Linked DNA regions of Gossypium hirsutum: region 2 is linked to region 1. A link is a contact called in public Hi-C data. All regions are on one chromosome and are shown on one strand. Each heading gives the region's core, a stretch centred on a gene start, on an enhancer-like site or on the middle of the called end of the contact. The rest is flanking DNA. Distances are from core to core; before and after follow the strand shown. Region 1 holds the start of LOC107910274 (dnaJ protein ERDJ2). Region 2 holds the start of LOC107948122 (growth-regulating factor 3-like).

Evidence for each region. A called contact is a pair of places that touch in the nucleus more often than the background predicts.
Region 2: a Hi-C map of leaf shows a contact between it and region 1, with 8 times the contacts expected there. The contact joins the promoter of LOC107948122 here to the promoter of LOC107910274 in region 1. A contact is called at or near these places in 6 of 34 Hi-C or Micro-C datasets (all in leaf).

Annotation. Positions count from the first base shown.
Region 1 is chrA04:55,856,092-55,859,943 of Gossypium_hirsutum_v2.1, reverse strand. It overlaps LOC107910274 (dnaJ protein ERDJ2), which reads left to right and starts at 1,782. Exons shown (of 11, transcript XM_016838080.2): 1 at 1,782-1,893; 2 at 2,379-2,621; 3 at 2,712-2,807; 4 at 3,144-3,264; 5 at 3,368-3,474; 6 at 3,578-3,795. The coding sequence starts at 2,436.
Region 2 is chrA04:56,117,060-56,120,911 of Gossypium_hirsutum_v2.1, reverse strand. LOC107948122 (growth-regulating factor 3-like) reads left to right here and starts at 1,664. Exons shown (of 2, transcript XM_041111206.1): 1 at 1,664-2,013; 2 at 2,431-2,764. The coding sequence starts at 1,664. The coding sequence ends at 2,764. LOC107948121 (1,4-alpha-glucan-branching enzyme 2-2, chloroplastic/amyloplastic) reads right to left here. Exons shown (of 22, transcript XM_016882590.1): 20 at 3,777-3,852; 21 at 3,525-3,599; 22 at 2,825-3,404. The coding sequence ends at 3,267.

The DNA.
Region 1 (3,852 bases), core at 533-3,032:
GGAAAGTTATTGTTATATTTATTGCATGCAACTTACTAAGCTTTATGCTTACCCTATTTTCTTTCCATTTTCTTATAGTGCAGCCTAGTTAGCTCATTGATCAACGGACGTTGGAGGAATCAATCACACTATCAATCGAAGCACTTAGTATAGTTAGATCTATTTATTTTGATTATGGCATGTATAGGACCCTGACTTTATGATTTTGTGTCATTGCTAATTGGCCAAATGTGTTGGCTTACTTTAGCATTTTTATTCATTTTGTATAAGGCCATGGAAATAGCTAAAGTTAAAAGTTGTTATATGAATACAAGAAGTTATTTCATAAATGGGCAATTTGTTGGTTGTTTTAGTAAATATGAAATGTGTAAAGGCCTTAGATGTGGTTGTTGGGTTGAGGAATCATATTATGATAGTCTTTCGTAAAATGGATGTTGTTATTTTGTGTTTCAGGGTGGCAAAAGGACTTGGTAAATAGCCCTATGTTGTCCACAAGGGTAAACACACAGGCATGTGTCTAGGCCATGTGTCATGGGCATGTTGTCAGACCGTGTGCCCCCTGCACGTAAAAATTTCAAGCCAGTATGCATGGTAGTAAACACAGGGCAGAGACATAGCCGTGTGTCTTAGCCGTGTGGAGGACACGGCCTCTGGCCACTGGCGTGTGCCTTGGTCATGTGCCCCTTATTGGATACTGACATTAGAAACAGAATGTCAAGGTTTTTAGACACGAGCTAGGACACAGGCGTGTCATGGCCGGGCCATAGACACGGGCGTGTGTTAGGTCGTGTGAAAACCACTGTAGGTTCAAATTTGGAATTAAATTCACACGGGTATGGGACACGGGCGTGTCCCTAGATGCTTAGGCCGTGTGAGTCACACAGGCCATCAGCACGACCATGTTATAACGACCACATGGGGGTGTTGCCCTTCCACACAAGCTTGTGCCCTGTTTTAAGAATCATTTTTATTTAGTCGATTTAAGGACCTGAGTTGGTTCCGAAGGGTTTCCAAAGAAATTTTGAGGCCTTGTAGGCCCACTTTAAGGAGTTTAAATAGAGTTCTAAAGAGTTTTAAATTTAATCAAGTCTCGGTGACTCAAAAACGAATGTATGCATGGCTTCGTACCCAGTCCTGGCCTCAGACTCTAGTAAGGGGTGTTACATTGTCATCTTTTTTTCCCACTTAATTTACTTATATACTTAGATTTAATTTAATTAATTACTTTAACAAGGCTTAATTAAACTTTAATCCTTAATTTATTAAATCTAATGACAATTAACATCACATCCCACATTCATTTAAAATTGGTTTATTAGCCAGTCATTTGGATAATTGCTATTTAAATCCCCAAGCCTTATTCTAACTAAAAATTTATAGCGATTAAATTTTTGCGATTTAGTCTCTGAGCCTTAATTACTCACAATTTCGACTAAATCTCTTAACCAATTTTCAATTCATTAATATGCTAATCCCATAACATCTTTATTTAATATTTACAAACTCGTTTATGGAAATGAAGTCTCGAAATTGTATTTTTTAACATCACTAAAAATTGAGTCGTTACAAAAATATTTATTTAAATTTAATTATAAAAGTGAAGTTAATTTTTAAATTGTAGAAATAAATTCTTTGAATTTGCTATATGAATTCGATTGTATGCGCTTTATAAATTAAGTTTGTGCTACGCGCAGAAGTTGACGGGGAAGGAAAAAGGGCCGGGGCTGGCTTTCCCTTTTCAGTTAGGATTTTTGGATGTTGTTGGGCTTTGGGTCCACGAACTAAAATCGCAATTTGAACTTAGAAGAAGGCCAAGCCGAAGCCTGGGCCAGAACTGAAGGTGAAGCAGCTAACACACCATAGAGATCTGGCATCCCTCCGCTAAATTCTGCTGTAAGATCTCTATTAACCAAAGAAGAATAATAGTAATAGTAATAAAATCGAATCTTCTTCTGCTGAAACGCTTTGCTTTCTAGTTTCTAGACAGAAATTCGATCAGCTCTAGTAGTTTAATAGTAAGGTTTTTGTTTCTCCGTTAGTTTATTTATTAAATCAATAAATTGAAGCATATTAACATATGGGTTTATTTATTTACCCTTTTTTTTTCCTGGAATGAATATTCATTCAAGTTCGATATTCATGGGGCGGGAAGTTCCAGTTTAAGGTTTATTTGAGAAATAATTTCAATAATGATTTTATTTTGATTTCTGATGAGTTTTAATGTAAATGTAATTTTGGTGCCAAACTTTAATTAGTTAATTTATAGTATAATAATTCAATTTTGTTTTTCTGCCAAAGGAGAATTGGATAGGCATATTTCGAATTAAGATTTTATCTGTATTTTCCTCGGTTGATTGTTTCTCAAATTGTTGTCACAGAGTTATATAAAGAAGAAAGATCTCCTTGAATTTTATTTTTGAAGTAAGAAGGTGAATATGGGTGCTTCGGAAGAGAACAGTGCCTTGTTTCCAATCTTTGTGTTGACTATAATGGCTCTGCCATTAGTGCCATACACTATAGTTAAGATATTAAACACATTCTCGAAGAAGGCAATGACTATCCATTGCCAGTGTTCTGTGTGTTCTCGGTCTGGGAAGTATAGGAAATCAATTTTCAAACGGGTAGATATGCTTCTGATTGTATTTCATTTATCGTCTGGAACTTTGTTTGAATTTGATAAGTATTTGTGATATTTTGGATTGTTTTTGCAGATCTCGAACTTCTCAACTTGTAGTAATCTGACCCTTGTGCTTCTCTGGGTTGTCATGGTGGTGCTGATATACTATATCAAGCATACAAGTCATGAGGTAATCCATTTGTTCTTAATATCTGATGACTACATGATTTAATCTAGTAGTCAGCTGCTAAACCTCATCCTCTCTGCTGGAACTTTGGGTTTAGGTGAAGAATTTATATCTTATGTGTGGTTTGAGAAAGTATAGGCATCTGTTCTCACCTATTTGTTTTTGTTTTTGGATGTGGACTGAATGTTCATATGCTAGTATCAGCTTGGTCATGTATTAATATATTAATGCTAACAGCCAGTTGGTTGTTTCTTCAACATTTTATACTCTGTATGTGATGTGCCTTGGCTTGTTTCTCATGATAGAACATGATTTGTCTTCATTTTTCTTGGTTTGCAGTTTAAAGTATTTGAGCCATTCAGTATTCTTGGTTTGGAACACGGAGCCTCAGATTCAGACATAAAGAAAGCATATAGGAGACTTTCCATACAGTATCATCCTGATAAAAATCCAGATCCAGGTTATAGGTTTAATTTTTTGTTCCATATCTGGTTTTTGTAATACATTGATTTTTTGGAAGACCTAATACCTATCTACCATTTCCTCCTCCCGGCTCTTCTCAGAGGCCCATGATTATTTTGTTGAATTCATTTCAAAGGCTTATCAGGCCCTGACAGATCCAGTCTCTCGGGAGAATTTTGAAAAGTATGGCCACCCTGATGGCAGGCAGGTAACAGATTCTTTGTTTCATCTTTTGTTGCAGACGCTGCTAGTTTCATGAACAAGGGATTTTGATTTTTTCTTTTTCCAATTTTCTTGGATTCTTAATTTAGGGGCTTCAAATGGGTATAGCCCTACCTCCATTCCTGTTGAATATTGATGGAGCATCAGGTGGAATACTTCTTTTAGGAATAGTTGGAGTATGCATCCTTCTGCCTTTGGTGTTGGCTGTTATATATCTTTCAAGATCAGCCAAATACACTGGAAATTATGTGATGCACCAAACATTGTCTGCCTACTACTATTTCATGAAACCTTCTTTAGCCCCAAGGTATAAATTTTTACTGTATAAAAGTGCTTATAAAAAGTTAACTACTACTTTGTATTT
Region 2 (3,852 bases), core at 415-2,914, 260 kb before region 1:
TTTTTTCAATATTTTTCGATAAAAAGCCCTCAAAATAACAAAAATAGGAGAAAATAGGTTTAGGGCAGACCACTGTAGCGCTTGGCCGAATGCCGTGGCATACAGACAGCTTGTCAATCAAGGGCGTCATGGCACTTAGCTAAATGTCGCGCCCTTACATCCTTTCCCAGTGCTATTGCTTTTTAAGCTCTAGCCACTCATTTCAGCTTCGAAATATCCTTGAGTGCTTGTTTTACTCGATATTCTTAAGCTTACATGACACAAATACTAAAAAGGAAATTAGAAAGTAAAAGGACTCTGAAATAAATCAGTCATGCAAAATTCAATGCAAAAATAGAAAAGAGAGCGTTTAAGAGAGAGTAGTTCTTAACTTAGAACGATTTCCCCGTCTTTGATTAGGACCATCTGAAGATAATATTTTTACACATGTAAAATAAAAACAGTTATCTATAAAATTAACTTTGTCGTTTACTTTACATTTAAAAAAGTCTGCCTCCTGGTGTCAGAATAGTTCCTCTTCCTCTCTTTGAAGTCTTAAGGTATTGCTATCTGCCGAAGCCATAAGAGAGAAAGAAGTTCCTGCAAAAGCTTTTTCCAAACTTTCTCTTGTTAACACATCAACAAAACAGACCCCAAAACCCAAATAAAAATATTTCTGTCAAAATAGCCCCCGCCGCCCCAACCAACTAAAACCCCCAAAGCACCTCTCTTTCTCTTTCCATGAACTTGCATCTGAAGCAATGTAGAAACCAGCATGAGTCAGACCATCAACAACAACCACCTTCTGCAAATATACCAAAACTTCACCTTCATCATCATCATCACCAACACCCATCTCCTCTTCCTTTGCTCGTACCTCATCACCACTGCAAATCCAGCAGCAACAACCTGCCACCACTTCCTCATTCATCCTCCACGTTTCCCAGCAGTGAGATTTTCTTCCTTTTTCTTTGCTCCTTTTTTTTTCTTGGCAGGATTCTCAGAAAAGTTTTCAACTCCTAAGTTTGGGAAGTTTCTGGCTAGCTTGCTTACTTGATTTTTTCCTTCTAAGTTACCTTTTTACTTCTCCCTTTAGTGATGGGAAGTTTCTTCAGCTTGTCTCAATGGCAGGAACTGTAGTTACAAGCTTTGATCTTTAGATACATGTTAGCAGGCGCAGCTGTTCCTCCCCAACTCCTTCAATCAATCGACAATACTACTATTCTTCACTCTCCTTCATATTTCCTCCACCACCCTCTTCGACACTTCTCCCATTACCAGCCACCTTGTGAGTGATTATATTTATGAGATGTGTGACCTGTCCTTGCTTTTATATTTTTATGAAATGCGTACTTTAGCATTTTCTCATCAAATTTATAAAGAAAATAAGTACATAGTAAAAGAGATTGATGCATAAATGATTTTATAGTATTATATATATATATATAAACCCGGGTGAAAACACGAACAAAAAGAGAGAAGAAACGTAGAAAGGGGGGAAGAAGTCTAGTGCTAGTTCTTACTGAAACTTTTTTATTTAACTTTCATTTTTGAGTGGTTTCTTTGTTCTCTTATTTTGATTGAAAGAAAGACAAAACTTCCATATATATCGACACGGTCTACCTAAGGAACTTAATGAATCTGTCCAAATAGTATGTACTTAAAAGATATGAAGAGTAAGAGGATGTCGGATCAGTGTTGCAATCAGGGTATTGGGGAAGAGCAGCAATGGATCCAGAGCCAGGCCGATGCCGGAGGACTGACGGGAAGAAGTGGAGATGCTCGAGAGGCGTGGTGGCTGGCCAGAAATATTGCGAGCGCCACGTGCACCGTGGCCGCAAACCGTTCAAGAAAGCCTGTGGAAATGCTAAAATCTAGTGGCGCCTGCACCAACATCATCAACAACAATACTCTTGTTGGTGCTGCTGCTGGTGTTGTTGATGTTGGATGTGGTGACCTTAAACCCACTTCTCTGATCCCCAATTCACCCTTAGAATTGGCTGGTGATAGAGCCAACAGTTTTCTCCTTTCAGGGCATTCCTGATCTTCTTCGCCTTAATTATAGGTAACTTCTTTTAATTGGATTTGAATTTTTTTAAGAAAAAAAAGTTGAGAAAATTTGATTTGTGAAAAAGATATAAATTACATAAAATCATACTTCATACAATCTCTTCACATTTTTAAAGTTTGCTAATATTTGCTATCTATTTTGTAGAAAGTAAATTGTTTTACAGTAGCGATGATGATTACCCCTTGGTAGGACCCTAATCAATATCTGACCAATGGATGTATCTCAAAATCTGGGCAGGGGGTTTCGATTCTGTACAAGCTGACCCCGACCACTTCTTTAGTCTTTATAACGTGCTTTCTTTATGGTCCATCACAATATATTTTCTTTATTTTGCTTATTTTTGTTTGCCCTACAATGTTTGTGTTTCTTTTGTCTGGCAGTTTCTCAGATTCTAAAAATGTTCATAAGGGCCATTTCGATGCCCAAAATGAAGTCAATAACAGATCTGATGGTCAAATGTTGAGACAATTTTTTGATGATAGGCCTAGATCCTTACAACAACCAGACAACCATGCTGAAAGCCCGATGAGTTCTGCAACATGCCTCTCCATTTCAATGCCTGGAAATTCCTCATCAGACGTGTCGTTGAAGCTGTCAACTGGAAATGGAGACCAATTGAATTGGGCTGCTGGGTGGGCCTCATACCAGGCGGCTTCGATGGGAGGGCCCCTTGCCGAGGCTTTAAGATCATCCATATCCAATTCACAACCTTAAAGGCTCTGCATCTCAAACTAGCATTGTTACCACTTGAATCTTTTTTAGGCACTCCAAGACTTAAAGTAAATTGCTTGCACTCTGTTCTTTACTTTTATTGAACCAAACTGACTACAATAATGGTTCCTTTAAAATTAAGTTTGCGAGAAAAATTAGCACATAAGTTGTTTCAGAACATGCTAAACAGGACTCTGAGCATAATTCAGATAACAAACCGATAAACATTTGCAAGTGACCAACTGAAATTTGACTAATTATCAGATGGATAATCAACTGTACTGCACGTGAAAGAAAAAGCCTTTTTGAATGGCGATTGTTTCAGCTCCTGGATACCGAAACTCCAAGGTCATGGACTTCTACATTCTGTGTAAGTTGTAGGCCTTAAAACAGCAGGCTGAGTTAGGGTAGCTCCTCAATAAGAGATTCTGTGATAGAGATAGTTTAGCAGTCCAAAGGTTCTGATTCTTCCACAGGTTTCGATGCCTTCACAGCTTTGGCTTCTTCAACAGTTTTTAACGTTTTGAGTAAGTTGTAAATTGCCAGTTGCTTTTGGTTCATCTTCAACAAGCGCATAAACCACCGCTGTTCTATTTGGTGCATACACCAATAGGAAACGAGGGCGGTTATCATACCATCCTTCCTGGAAAAGCCACCATTAGGTTTTTCTAAGTTAGAGAACCCTTGGGTGAATTGAAGACAATGGTATGTAGGAAGAGTATGCAGAATTCAGCAATCAATGTTCTTCAGAGAATTTACTTACATTGCTGAAAAACTCAACGTCATGGTTAAGTCTGTTGAACCCTCCAAATAATAGATCATCTGAATCCAGTACAATCTGGAAGAGCAACAAAAAAGAAGTTAAATTATGATTAATGAAGAACAGGGTAAACATTTTTCTGTCACTATATTCCAAGAGTCAATAACAAGATGTAAAATAAATGATTAATAGAAATGAATAATCGGGATGTATTGGATGAGTAAACAAAAGGCTATAAACCACAAAATCCTATACCTTGTACTTTCCTGGCTTTGAGCAACCAACCCGGTAACCGCAATAGCTTTCATGCCAGTGAAAGTTGAACACAAAA